Regions from separate parts of the Bos taurus genome. Here region 2 is linked to region 1. A link is a contact called in public Hi-C data. All regions are on one chromosome and are shown on one strand. The core of a region is the stretch at or near the end of the contact, and the rest is flanking DNA. Distances in the headings are between cores, read along the strand shown.

Evidence for each region. A called contact is a pair of places that touch in the nucleus more often than the background predicts.
Region 2: a Hi-C map of liver shows a contact between it and region 1, with 2.1 times the contacts expected there. The contact joins the enhancer-like site here to the promoter of NFKB2 in region 1. A contact is called at or near these places in 2 of 11 Hi-C or Micro-C datasets (liver and skin fibroblasts).

What each region holds. Positions count from the first base shown.
Region 1 is chr26:23,018,218-23,025,234 of ARS-UCD2.0, reverse strand. It overlaps NFKB2 (nuclear factor kappa B subunit 2), which reads right to left and starts at 5,663. Exons shown (of 22, transcript NM_001102101.1): 1 at 5,385-5,663; 2 at 5,022-5,103; 3 at 4,847-4,887; 4 at 4,489-4,587; 5 at 4,258-4,409; 6 at 3,887-3,993; 7 at 3,640-3,798; 8 at 3,276-3,380; 9 at 3,089-3,174; 10 at 2,872-3,010; 11 at 2,508-2,636; 12 at 2,171-2,380; 13 at 1,950-2,091; 14 at 1,483-1,597; 5 more. The coding sequence starts at 5,405. LOC132343951 (a long non-coding RNA gene) reads left to right here and starts at 2,360. Exons shown (of 3, transcript XR_009492987.1): 1 at 2,360-7,017.
Region 2 is chr26:23,200,632-23,207,933 of ARS-UCD2.0, reverse strand. The region is part of intron 2 of SUFU (SUFU negative regulator of hedgehog signaling); the gene reads right to left. Among named protein-coding and RNA genes, the nearest start is that of TRIM8, 61 kb to the left of the region's middle. Within about 2 kb of position 2,298, at least 10 of the 102 cell types and tissues checked have an H3K27ac peak or open chromatin away from gene starts, as enhancers often do. A contact at or near this core is called in liver, where this site is marked.

The sequences.
Region 1 (7,017 bases), core at 4,414-6,913:
CCTGATTGATAGTGCAGGCGGGGCCACTGGGGCAATGGATGGAGGACGGGGATGGAGAAAGGGAGACCTCCTTCAGTGGTCCCGAAGGACAAGAGACCGCTGTGAGCAGGGGTCAGGGGTCTGGCAGTGGGTGGGGAGAGCTCCTCACCTGCAGGGCTGGGCGGGGTCAGCGGCGGCGCCATGGTGTCCTGAGCAGCATTTAGCAGCAAGGTCTTCACCTGGGGAGACAGCCTCAGCCTTGACTACCTCCCATCACAGTCCTTGACCCCCAGTACCAGCTACTCAGGACCCCATCTACAAGCCCAGATGCCCCATCCCCTGGTACTGCTAGTCCGGGGCTGGCCTCACCTTGCTGCTGCGAGTGAGGTCAAGAGGTGTGTGGCCCCGGAAGCTGCCTCGGGTGTCCCTCTCAGGGCTCTCGGAATCTGAGTCACTACCAGAGGTGGGAGGCGAAGGCAGTGGGCACAGGGGCTCCTCGTTCTCTGCGTGGACGTCAGCACCTGGGGCAAGGAGATAGTCACAGGGAGGCTCCCTTGGAGCCCACATTAAGGACTGCAAAGTGGGGGATTGGGGGATTGGGAGGCGCCCCCTTTCCCCCCTCAGCCCTGTTCATAAGCCCCTGAGGGTGGGACTGACCAGCCTTCAGAAGGAGGCGGGTGAGGGTTGGGGATCCCAGTCCAGCTGCCAAGTGTAGGGGTGTGTTTCCCGCAAAGGTGCGGGCATTCACGTTGGCCCGGAGCTGTGGGGTGTGAGGGAGTGGTTGGTCACAGCACTGACTGATCCGCTGGGCCTCCCCCGACACCTTCACCATCCCCAGCCCTTGGCTCCACATCTTCCACAGTCCTCAGTCCCACCTTGGTGACGAGATGGGTGACCAACCCCAGCTCCTCCATCTCTGTGGCTAGATGCAGGGCTGTCCGGCCCCCCTGCCGCTCTGCAGCCTCCACTTCAGCCCCACTCTCCACCAGCAGATCGAGGCATTCGGGGCTTCGGGCACGGACTGCCAGGTGGACTGGGTATAGCCCTAGTGACACAGGGTATTCAGCCTGCAGCTGTGCCCCTAATGTGAGCCCTTGACCAGCTGACCTCCACACCTCACGTCCACTGTAGGCACTCCCCAGATCCTCTCCCTGGTGCCCACTCTTGCCCGCTGGTTCAGATGAGGTGATGAACTCACCTTCGAAGTCGGGTACATGCAGCAGTTGGGGCATGGCAGGAACCCCACTCCGCAGCAGGGCGCACAGCATGTCGGGGGCGCTGGCACCTGCCCGGAGTGCCAGGTGCACTGCTGAGTCTCCATGCCGATCCAGCAGTGCTGGGTCTGCGCCCACCTGCAGCAGGAAGCTCACCACCTTCGTCTGCCCCGTGATCACTGCCAGGTGCAGGGGCGTCTGGGGGAGGCAGGCAGGGTGAGCCAGGCCCGCTCCTTGCCTCACCCACCTGACTTCCAACCCCTCCCCCTCACCAATAGAGGCCCCTCACCTGGTGCAAGTGATTGGTGATATTAACCACGCCGAGGTGTGGGGCGTGGTAGATGACGTGGGCTATCTGCTCAATGACGGTGGTCTGCCCGTGGATGATGGCCAAGTGCAGTGGCCTAGGGATTGAGGGGGGTGAGACTCTGGCTTAGGAAGCTCAGCAACTCGTTATGCTTTACTCTCAAAACACCACCACCTCCATAATCTCTCCAGCCCACGAAAGTAAATCCTTCCGCGCACCTTTTGCGGTAAGTGCGTACTATTACTGTGCCCCTTAAGCAATCGACAAAACTAAAGTCTACAGAGATTTAAGTATCTTGAACAGAGCTAGAGCGTAGCGAGGCCGAACTTGAAACTGGGTCTGCCTAACTCCGGAACCCTGGCTCTATAGGTTCCTTTCCTGCCCCACAGCCCACGACCTTCCACCGGCGCGCGGAGCCCTGGTCCCCGCCCGCTCTCCCGCCCACCTACGTGTCTCCGTTCTCATCCTGTGCAGTCAGCAGGTGGCGCTGTCCCGCCAGCAGCGAGCGTGCGTCCGCCGTGACGCCGTAGTCCAGCAAGGCTCGAGCGCTGCGCTGCGCCAGGCCGAACAGGCGTGCGTTGTACTCCCGGGCTGGAGGTGACAGGGGGCGTGGGTGTGGACTAGGTCCCCACCCACAGCGTCCCGACCGCTGGGATTCCCGAGGTCATACCTCGATGCAGCAGCTCCGGGGTTTGCTGTTCGCGCTGGGGCGTCCCGGGGGGCGCGCTCGGCTCTGCTGCTTCCTCCCCAGCATCCACACTAGGCGTCTCGGCGGCCATCTGCGCCCCACCCCCGCCTCCCGGGTAGCAGCCCATTGGGGCCGCGCCCGACTGGTAGGGGCTGTAGGCCAAGGAGGAGGGGAAAAAGCCGAGGCTGCCACCTGTGGATACAGGCAGGACTGTGGGGAGAGGGCACCAGGAGGACTCTCCCAGATTTCTTCCCCACAACTTTTCTCCCCTTTATCCCATCCTCCTCCATTGCCCTTCCTGCCACCAGCACCACCTCACCTCCTCCTCCAGCTCCTCCATAACCCCCAGCCGAGCCCCCAGAGCCTCCACCCATGTGGGAGCCACCCCCAAAGGGCTGGGAGAAGGTGGGCAAGGCTTTCCTCCGCTTCCGCTGCACCTCCTCCTTGTCTAGGGGTAGAGGGAAATGAGATGTTAAAACCCCAACTCGCACCAGCCTCAAGAGCCCTGTCCCACTCTGGTAATGGCCTTTCCCCCAAAAACCCTCAGGCTGGCTCCTAGGGCCACCTCTTTCTGGGACATTCCCTACTCCTGATTTCACTCATGGGTCCCCTGATCTAGTTCTTGGGACCCTCCAGTCAAGCCCCCGTCTCCAGCCCCCCTGGGATCTTCAGCCCAGCTCCACCTTCTACCAGAGGATAATAGGTGAACTGTTTGGAGTCAGAGACGTCCCCCCCACGCTTGCGTTTCAGTTGCAGGAACACGGTTACAGGACGCTCAATCTTCATCTTGTGATAGGGAGGTGTCCGGAACACAATGGCATACTAGGGGGAAGGAGGACATAGGTGTCATTAAGGTCTTGACTTAATTTGAGCCCAGCCCCAGCCCTGGCCCTAGGGTACCTGTTTGTGAACATCTGTGGGAGAGAAGTCCCCAAAGGCCTGCCATCCATTCTCATCATCCTCGTAGAACCGAACCTCAATGTCATCTACAGGGAAAATTGAATCTATAGGGCCATTTGTCCTGAAGCTGTGTTGTTCCCCAAGCTTGATACCCATCGCTAGCTCCCAGCCTGGGCTCCAGCCTCACCTTTCTGCACCTTGTCACAGAGCAGATAAACCTCATCTCCACCCCGCACAGAGCCAGCTGTCTTGTCCATTCGAGAAATCTTCAGGTTTGAGGCTCCAGGAGACTCTATGGAGATGGCATATCAGTTACTTGAGATGATACAATAGCCATGGCCCCAACTAGGGAGCCAGGTGCTTTGTATTTTAACAACCCCAAGAGACACAGGAACTGCCAGTATCTTCATTTACTCAGAGAGGGGACGTGACTTCCTCAAGATCACTCAGCTCATACATGGTGGGGCCAAGTTCAAATCCACAGTTCGAGGCTGCCCTCCACACTACCTGTGGCACCCAGACCCAGCACCCCAGGTGGTCAGGATACTCACTGCTGTCATGTATGGGCTGGGAGATAACTGGCTTCAGGGGCAGAGAGAAGGAGCCATCACTGGCTCGAAGGAAGGCAGAAAAGCGCAGTCGCACAATGCTCAGATCCATCACCTTCTTCAGTTCCTTGGCCTCCTGCTCCAGCTCTCGACGCTCAGCCTCTGGACAGTGGGCATACATGTGACCCCTGGACTCCTCCTCTATTCCTTCCATGACCACCTCCCATGACTCCCTCCATATCCCCCATACCCGTAAGGCCCTGGGGCCTGGAGCGAAGACGCTGCCTCTGAAGTTTTTGTATCATAATCTCCATCATGTTCTTTTTGGTCACATGGAGGACACCCAGGTTGTTAAATCTGTGTGGGGGCAGGGAGAAGTCAGGGGCCTTGCAGGCAGTTCTTTCCTCCTGAGGCACCCTCCCCACTGCCAAGGCTTGGCCCTGCTCTACTTCCTCTAGGAAGCTTTTCTAGTTTTTACTTGGGGCCCTGGGTTCTGGGGCCAACCAGAGTCTTTCCCCTTGGTCAGATGCTAAGCTCACAAAGGTGGGCTGGGACCTAGGACTGGCAAGCGATGAAGGGGCACACCAGTGGGGACCAGGGTAGGGGGCACCGGACACCTACTGGGCAGTCATGTCCTTGGGCCCCACAGACACTGCGCAGACCCCCAGCTCCGAGCACTGTTTGCCCACCAGACTGTGGGCATGGGCACGAGGCGGGTCACTGTGTGTTACCAGGTCCACCTCAATCTTGGCAGGTCCCTCGTAGTTACAGATCTGTGAGGGGTGAGGGCTGTCAGTAATGCCCATGGACACACTGTCCACTAGCCCACCCTCCAGCACCACTCTGGCTCACCTTGACAGTGGGATAAGTCTTCCGGCCCTTCTCGCTAGAGGCTCCTGGCAGTCCTCCATGGGAAGGGCCTTCACAGCCATATCGAAATCGGAAGCCTCGCTGAAGGTGCCAGGGCAGAGTGACATTGTGACCAGGAGAAACATCCCCCCTCACCAGCCATATCCCCAGCCAGCAGTGACCATAATGACTAGACGTGTGTATCCTGAATCACCATAATGCCACTGTGATCAGCAGCTGCTAACGATCCCAACCTGAAGTGGCTCTGTGATAGTTACCCTCCCTGTGGCCAGCCAGCTACAACTGTCCCACTTGCCCCCAAAGCTGAAGCCATCCCACACCATCCCTTCTACTTGCTCACCTGCTTAGGCTGTTCCACGATCACCAGGTAGGGACCATCAGCTGGGGACAGAGGAGCCTTGCTGAGCCAGGACCTTTGAGCCCATTCCCAAGACAGAGGGCACACACCACATGCTCCTCCCTCCTCCTCCCTCCCCCTCCCTCCAAGACAAGGGCAGGTCAGGGGACTTATTAACCTGTCTCTGGGGCTGGCTCCTTGGGCTCCACAATGGACGGGTTGAATTTGAAATCATCATATTCAATGATGCCATCCAGACCCTGGTATGGAGACAGACTGGGATGGCAGCTGATTCTGAGCCACCCCCAGAACCCCCCACCTCTCAGCTCTCTAAAGCATTAGCAATCACCCCCTCTCCTAGGCAGGCCCATAAAAAAGCTCCTACTGAAAGCAGTTTGCAGAGAGTGACTGACAGGCAGGGTGAAATAATCTGAGGACATTAGAGGTGTAAGGGAGTAGAAGGGACTAGGACAGGCAGGCAAACAAGCAGACAGGCACAGGGGGTGGCCGGCAGGCTTTGGAGCCAGGCGGCGTGACTCACTGGGTCGTAGCAACTGTCCATGACTCTGGGCTAGGCCCGGCTCTGTCCGGTGGCTTCGGCCGGGTTCTGTTTCCCAGAGTTTCAGGCGCCCGCCTTAGGTGGGGAGGAGTGGCGGGTGTAGGGAGAGACAGATCAGGACGGGAGTTGGGGGGAGAGGGGGGCCCAAATTTAGGGGAGGGTCCGATCTCCTCCAGCTACCCGTCCGGGTGTGGCGGGCAGGATCCGGTGGAGGGCGAGATCCGGAGCTGGGCTGGGCCAGGCCGGGGAAGGGGCAGGAAAGTTAGAACAGCTTAGGAAAGTCCCGAAAATACCAGGGGGAGGAGGGGCCAGGGGGGCGGGCCTGGAAATGACGCCACTGGCCACGCCCCCTGGCGGGAGGGGCGTGAGGTCCTCTCGCTGGCCAGAGGGCGCCGGCAGCGTCTCTGCAAGCAGAGGGGCAATCAGACCCAGGGAAGGCCCCGCGGGGTTGGGGGCCCCCCCCCCTCTCTCCAGGGCCGGCGCCGGGGACTGGGGGTCTTTCAAGGCCGGAGGAAGCTCCTAGTCCGGGGCCCGGCCCCTCCTCTCCCCCTTCCCCTCCCCCGTCCTGGAGCAACCTTGGGATTTTCTACCCTCAGGGAGGCCACGGCTGATTCACCCCGGGGGGTTTTGGGGGGACATTCCTGCTGTAGGAAGGCCTCCTCCCCGAAGGCCTGTAGGTGGGGGCTCTTCCGAGTAGAGGGCCCCGGGGTTCTGTCCCGAGAAGCAGTCTCTGAGGCCAAGGGGCCAGAGGGGGTGTTGGGATGGGCACCTCCATTCTCTCTTCCCGAAAATCTCAACAGTCGTTGATTCCCACACCGCACCTGCTTTGGGTGCACCTCCCCCGCCCCTGTCCCATGGCCGTATGTAACATAGGTACATCACAGGTGTCTATGTTTCAGCCCATGTGCTTGCGCATTGTGTGCATGACGTGAACATGCGTGTACAGGTGAGAGTCCTTAAACTTATTAGTGTGGACACATGTCAGCATGTATCTGAGGGCACAGGTGAACCTGTCGTTGAGTTTCTGCGTGGAGGGTGTGTGTCCAGGCACTTGTGCACGGGTGAGTGTGCTTTGCGTATGCATGTGTGTGCGAGTCTGAGTGCATGGACGATCCTGTGCATCTGCGGGCATACGTGTAGATGGACGTACGCCCCGTGTCTTTGTACAAGGATATCGATGTGTATCCGCGTGTCATGTTCGTATACGCGCTCTCTGAATGCGCAGATGCCGCTCTTCAGCTCTAGGGCTCGGTCAGCTAAGGACCCTCCTCCCACCCTTGCCGGTGTCCCACCACCCAGGGGTCTGAACCCGGCCACTCACCGCGGCGGCGGCTCCGGTTCAGGATTCTCTCCCGGCCGGACCCACCTCGGACGGGTCGCGACACCTCTCCCACCACCAGGACTGCAGCCGGGAAAGCCCCTTTACCGCCCCCGGGAGGGGGGAATTCCCGTGACGTTTCCGTGCGTCACTCGCCATGCCCTTTTTCATTGGCTGAAAGTTTAACTCCTGGACTTACACAACCAATCGGGAGTGACTCTGGGGCGCCCCTTGGAGGAGAAACATTTGTGTAGCTCTGGAAGCCAGAGTGAGAATGACCCTCAGACAGGCACTAGC
Region 2 (7,302 bases), core at 1,049-3,548, 190 kb before region 1:
CTGTCCGTGCTCCTCTCACTCTTCTGAACTGGCAGAGGACTCACCACCTACACGCAGAGCAGATTCCAAGCTCCTTTGTTCCAAAAGCCAAAATAACAAAAAAGATTTTAAACTTGCAACCCCTACATGCCAAGAGATGTTTTAAAGTTTTAAAATCAACTGCATGCTTCTACTCCTTCTGCCTCTTTCCTAAAGAGACTAGTATTTAAATCCACAGGAAAATCCATTTAGTTGCTAATGCTTCCATGGTGGCTCAGTGGTAAAGAATCCTCCTGCCAATGCTGGAGACGCAGGTTCAATCCCTGGGTCGGAAAAGTCCTCTAGAAAAGGAAGTGGCAACCCACTCCAGTATTCCTGTCGGGGAAATCCGATGGACAAAGGAGACTGGCGGGCTATAGTCCATGGGGTCACAAAAGAGTCGGACACAACTTAGCAACTAAACAACAAATATGTAAACTAGCATAGTCACTGTAGAGGGCCACATGGCAGAAACTATTAATAAAGATACATTCCCTTTGACTCAATCATTCTACTTCTTAGCATCTACCCTACAGCAGAACATGTGCCCAAGGAGGAGTGAACAAGGATGGTTGCAGCATTGGTGCATTGTTTGTGATCATGGAAAAAGTGAAACAGCCTGAATGTGCATCACTAAGAAAATGGTTAAATGATGGCCTAAACATGCTACCAAATCATAGGCAACAGTAAAAAGGAAAAAAATAGATAAACTTCATAATTGACATGGAAAGATCTGCAAGACATACTGTTAATTGAAAAATCTATCTGTGAAGAACAGTATCATTTCACTTACATTAAAGAAGGAAAAAAAAAAGTAAACCCATCTCATTTCTTTAGGTACCTAGAAGAAGGTGAATACACAGAAAAAAAAAAGTGTCTAGATGGTCATACAGATAAATGACTTTTTTTAGGGAGGGGCCTGAGATTGGGTTGTGTGGTTAAGGAGGGCTTTATCTGTAGAATCTGAATTTTTAGCCTCAAAAAATGTACTTACATATTATTAATACACTTAAAAAAATAAAATCAGAAAGAACTCCTCCTTGATACCTCAGAAATGCCTCAGGAACTCTGTGTGCAGTGACACAGATCTGGCCCAGCCAGGAAGCTAGGGGGCCACCCTTGGCTCACATCTAACATGTCACCAGTGGAACTTTCACCATCTAAGCTTTTAATTTCTTAAACAAATGCTCCACCTTCTAAATTAACCAGACTGATGATGCTGGTCCTGTTGCCACAGATTTCAAACTTTTCCTGTTACTTTATTTTTCTTCTCTTGGTGGTTATGGTCAGTTACATAAAAACAATCCCCTTTCTCTCCCTTGCAACTTTTGTTCTTGGTCCTATTTCTGTACACTGGTTCTTACCCGCACTTCTAGCATTCTTACTGCTTTACAGCTCAGGGTTAACATTGCTCTTAAGAAGTCTAAAATCTTAGGATATTATTTTAAATTTCTATTAATAGGCTGTTTTTATGCTCTTTGAGATACAAGATCTCTGGGGACAAGGGCAAGACCTGTTAAGTGATTTTGTTCATGATACTTTGACAATCAACATTTGCTATTTGATCATTTTAAGAATAAAGTCAGCTGTTCTCTTCAAAAAAAAAGAAAAAAGGTCTAAAATCTAAGATCTGTATACACAGCTATAGACCAGCCACCTGACAAGCCCAGGTGAAGACGACCACACATACCTGCTATTCACATTTGTTAGGATAAACAGAGGAGAAGCACTCTTACTATGGAACAAAGCTGCATTCGTATCTCTGAGTCAAAGAACTTTAGCACAGACCTCATTCTGCCTGAATTCCAGAGGAAGGGCATTTTGCTCCTTTGCAGAAGTCTGGAAGCCTGGAGGGACACTCTAAGGTACTTTTTTGCTTTGTTGTCATTTTGCACTTGCTTTGGGAGTGGAGAGAGGTGTACCGTTGGCACGCACAGGCTAGGAAGGTGCAGATAAAACAACCATCTCTGTTTTTCCTTCAGCAAAGAGGATGGTGAAGACAGGATGTGGCTCCAGTTCCTTTCAGGGGAAGAACCTGGTTCTGCCCAGGCTTTATGTACATAAAGCGTTTGGTTTCCAACGAATATGAAGAGAGAAACCTTCTGGAACCAGGTAAGAAGTTACATAGGTGAGAAAAGCAAGTCTTCTCTCAAGTGCCATCCTCATTTAAGAAAACATGTCTGCCCTCATCCCAGCTATGAGTTCAGATGTAAGCAAGGTGGAACCATTCAATGGCAGGCCTGGGGTGGAGCTCAGGCTTCATTCACCCTAGTACTCTCAGGAAGAAGTCATTCCTGAGTGAGTCACCAGATGCAGTCAGGCAGCAGGGGAAACTGGTGAATCAATCAAACCAAAACGAGTGAACTTCAACCCTTCTCCCAACCACCAACCACAGTGAAACAGGAGAAAGGAAAGCATTTCGGTACAGTGGTGACCTGAGTATTAGAGAAGAGAATTTTCAAGGAGTTCTTTCTTACTAAATCTGCTAAGACTTGGCCAGCCCATCGTACAGCTTTGTACTTCAAATCTCTCCAAATTACATTAAAATATTTCATATGTTTTTTTGCGACTCCTGGTCTGAAACTTAGGCTTAGAAACAAACCAAACAACTTGTCAAGGTGAATTTTCAACCAAAGTAGAGAAAATAATACAATAAATTCCCAAATATCACTTAGCTATACTAATTATCAACTCTCATGGGCAGTTCTAAATCATCTATAACCACTCCCCCCAGCCTCCACCCTAACCTCATATGATTACTTTGAAGTAAATCTCAGATATTATATCAATTCACCCATGAATATCTTAGTTTTGATCTCTAAATGGTAAGGACACTTTTAAAAGCATAACCACAATTACAGGCATCAAACCTAAAAAATTTGACAGTAGTTTCTGATTATCACATATCAAAGTTATTGTTCAAATTGATCTTCCATAAATGTCTTTGACAGTTGGTTTGATCAAATTACTATTCAAACAAGGACCATACAGTGTATTTAGACGTGCTGTGCTGTGCTTAGTCACTCAGTCGTGTCTGACTCTTTGTGACCCTATGGACTGTAGCCCACCAGGTTCCTCTCTGTCCATGAGGATTCTCCAGGCAAGAATACTGGAGTGGGTTGCCATGCCCTCCTCCAGTTGCCATGCCCTCCTCCTCTTCCCAACCCAGGAATCTAACCCATTAGATGGTTTACTTTTTAAGCCTTCTAATCTCAAAGTTTTTTTTTTTTTTTTTCTCCTTATTGAAGGAAACAGGTTTTTTGTCCAGTAGAATTTCCCAGTCAGAATTTTGCTGTTTGCATCCCCATGGTGTTATTCAGCATGCTGCTCTGTCCCTTGATGTTTCTTGTAAACACCAAAGCTTAGAGCTAGACTGTGATGTTAGCAGACAGTGATGACGCTAGCTAGATCTAGTATTTCATTGGAAGGTTGCAAACACGATTCTATCATTCTTTATAGCTTTTTTAGCTGGAAATCATCTCTAAAGTTATCTTGAGGTAATTTTTACAGGAAAGGCAGATCAAATGTGTGGCTCTTTTCCTTTATTTGCTAGTTTTCAGAATGATAAATGGTCGTATCTTCTAAAAAGATGATCAAATGAGGTTCTTCTGGTTTGATTGCCTTTTCTTAAAAATTTATTTTACTGAAGTTGGTTGATTTACAATGTTATGTTAATTTCTGCTGTACAGCAAGCTGATTCAGTTATACATATATGTATATATATCGAATATACTGATTATATATATACATACATAAATATATTGACACTGATATATTCAAGATCAGAGGTGTTGAATATAGCTTCTATGCTATACAGCAGGACCTTGTTTATTTACGTTTTTAAGTATTACTATGAACACAGATTTTTTTAAAAGATTTTTTTTTTTTGGCTGTGCTTGGTCTTCATTGCTGCGCAGGCTTTTCTCTAGTTGGATATGTTGTGAATTTCGTTTGCTACATTTTGCTTTGAATTTTTAGGTCAACTTTAAGGAAGTCCCCATGATTCCCCACCACCTGGTGTTCATATCCTGTATTCTCTCCCTTTGAGTGTGGGCAAGACCTGCAACCTGTTGGTTTCCAAGAGAATATGAAAGTGAAGGGATTTTACACATTATTAAGATCTCTAATCATTTGATTTTTAAATTCTTTTCTTGTACTAAAATACACATAAAATAAAATTTACCATCTGAACAATCTAAGTGAACAATTCAATATTATTATGTACATCCACCTTGTTGTGCAAACAATCTCCAAAACTCTTTTCTTGCAAAACTGAAACTTTGTACCCATTAAACAACAACTCCCAATTCTCCACTCTCTCCTGCTCCTGGCAATCACCAATCTACTTTTTGTCTCTGTGAAGCTGGCTACTCCAGGTACCACATGTAAATGGAACCATCCAATATTTGTCCTTTTGTGACAGGCTTAGTTCACTTAGAATAATGTCCTCAAGGTTCACTCATGTTGTAGAAAGCGTCACAATTGCCTTCCTTTTTAAGGCTGTATGCATGCACTACATTTTATCCATCCATTCTTCTGTGGATGGGCACTGGGTTGCTTCTCCTTTTTGGCTCTTGTGAATAATGCTGCTATGAACATGGGTGTATGAGTAACTCTTGGAGACTCTGCTTTTCAATTCTTTTGGATATATACCTGGAAGTGGAATTACTTAACCATACAGTAATTCTATGTTTAATGTTTCGAGAAACCTCTGTGCTATTTTCCACAGTGGCTGTACCATTTTACATTCATACCAGTGGTGCATGAGGTTTCCAGTTTCTCCACATCCTCGTCAACACATTATTTTCTGGTGTTTTCTTTTTCTTTTTTTTTTTTTTAACAGTAGCCATCCTAATGGATATGAGGCCCAAACAAATGATTCTGAGTTAATTATAGGGGAGATAATTTTTGGTGTACTTGACTGAATTAGGTGAAAACTCTTAAAAAAAAAAAAAAAAAAGGACTGTTGAGATACACACACACACACACACACCAGAGACTGCACTGCTGGCTTTGAAGAAGCAAGCTGCATTGAATCCTACAGCCATAAGGAAAGGAATTCTGCCAACAACCTGAGGGAACTTGGAAGCAATCTCTCCCCAGTATAGCCTCCAAATAAGGATGCAGCCTGCAGCCATTTCCATATCAGCCTTGTGAGACCCTAAGCCGAGGACCTGTCAAAGCTAGGTCTAGACCACTAACCCAAAGAAACTAATAATAAACATGTGTTGTTTTAAGTCATTAACTTTGTGAAAATCAGTTTTATAGCACAGAAAACCAACACAGGAAAAATGTTCATTTTGGTTTTTGTTTTATAATTTTTTTCAGAAGACAGACACCTTTCATTTTTCAATATTAGGTAGTAATGTCATTTTCTCCATTACTGATATGCATTAACAATCTTTAAACAAAGCAAACAAGACAATCTTCTTATCTAGAAATCTTCACTGTATTATTACACTTTCTTACTCAAATTTCCTCAATGCTTTTGTAGAATATAATGAGGACCAACAGCAAGGAGATCAAACCAGTCAATCCTGAAGGAAATCAGTCCTGAGTATTCATTGGAAGAACTGATGTTGAAGCTGAAGCTCCAATACTTGGGCCACCTGATGCAAAGAAGTGACTCATTGGAAAAGACCTTGATGCTGGGAAAGATTGAAGGCAGGAGGAAAAGGGGACGACAGAGGATAAGATGGTTGGATGGCATCACCAACTTGATGGACACGAGTTTGAGCACGCTCCAGGAGTTGGTGATGGACATGGAAGCCTGGCATGCTGCAGTCCATGGGGTCGCAAAAAGGACATGACTGAGTGACTCAACTGAACTGAACTGAATGAGGATCAAATACATCTGGTTATAAACTACCAAATTTATACAATGCGAAATATAGATCAATCACATTCTATCTTATAAGGAGTATTTTGGTAATATTATAGGCTTTTTTGTTTGCTTTGTAATTAAATAAAATTTACATCACTCCAAAGTCAAAAACCTAAAAACAAAGTCTATTTAGAGAAATCTGGCTTCCTCTACATTCTGTTCCTTTTTTCATAGATCATCATTTAAAAAATAATAGTTTATCCTTCCACTTAAAACATATAAAGAAAAACATGTTTTCTTATATAAATAACTTACTATACATATTTTTCTCCACATTTCTTTTTTTTTTTTTAAGATTGCAGCGGCTGTAGTTTTATTTTGGTCACAACATTACCATATATTTGATTCTATATCCCTGAATATTCAACAACTTTTTAGGCTATGTGAAAAAGAAATTTCTTTGCTTTGACACATTTGCCTGCCATTCTGAGTAACAACTCTGAGGCCACTGCCTGGCCTTCTGCATGAGGCAGTTCCACTGCTTATCCTCAAGAGTGTTATCCTTATTACCACCAAATCTTTTATTGCACAGATAGAATGATGAGCATACATATTCTTAAACATAACTCCTTAATATATATTGAAATATCTGAAACGGTTGGATTTATACATTTTAAGAGACATCTTGCTAACACAGTGTATTCTACTTACATAACCAAGATAATAAATCTATAAACCATGCTGTATGAATTACAAGTACCTGTACTTTACCCTATGGTAAACTGACTGCATTGGTAGTCCCAATTAACATATGCATTTTATCTGTAAAACCTGGTAGACCCTTCACTCTCTGACTGTAGGCTTGGCCAGGGGCTTACACTGGCCCAGGGGACAGCAGCAAATGGAAGCAGAGGCATAACAAAGCATGCACAAATTTCCTTGTCTTCCCATGGACCCCCCACTACTGCTGTGAGAAGATGCCTGCACTAGTTATGACAAATGTGTAACGTTCCAAACATGTAAAAAAAATGCTTTAATTAGTAGCCATTTGTAAATATCTTTTCCTATTTTTGCATCTGTGTCTTGGATTCTTAGAAGTGAAACTGCTATAGCAAAGGTAAGTAGATAAGCATTTTGCTAGACAGTGATATGTTCTCTTTCACCGAGAGAGCACCATTTTGCATCCCACCATGAATGCCTGAAAGTGCCTGCCTCCTCACAATTTGGCAACAGGTTATGTGATCAAATGTGGATTTCTGCCAATCTGACAAGTGGGAAGTGGTACCTCAGGGTGGTTTAACTTTAATTTGTGTTTTTCTTATTATGAAGTGAACATCTTTCTTTTCACGTGTTTATGGGCCATTTGCTTGAAACATCAACTTTTAAGCCAGAGAGCTTTCTGGTGGGCCTCATCTCCAGCAACCCAAAAAGAGATAAATTAATAAAACACTGACTTCTCT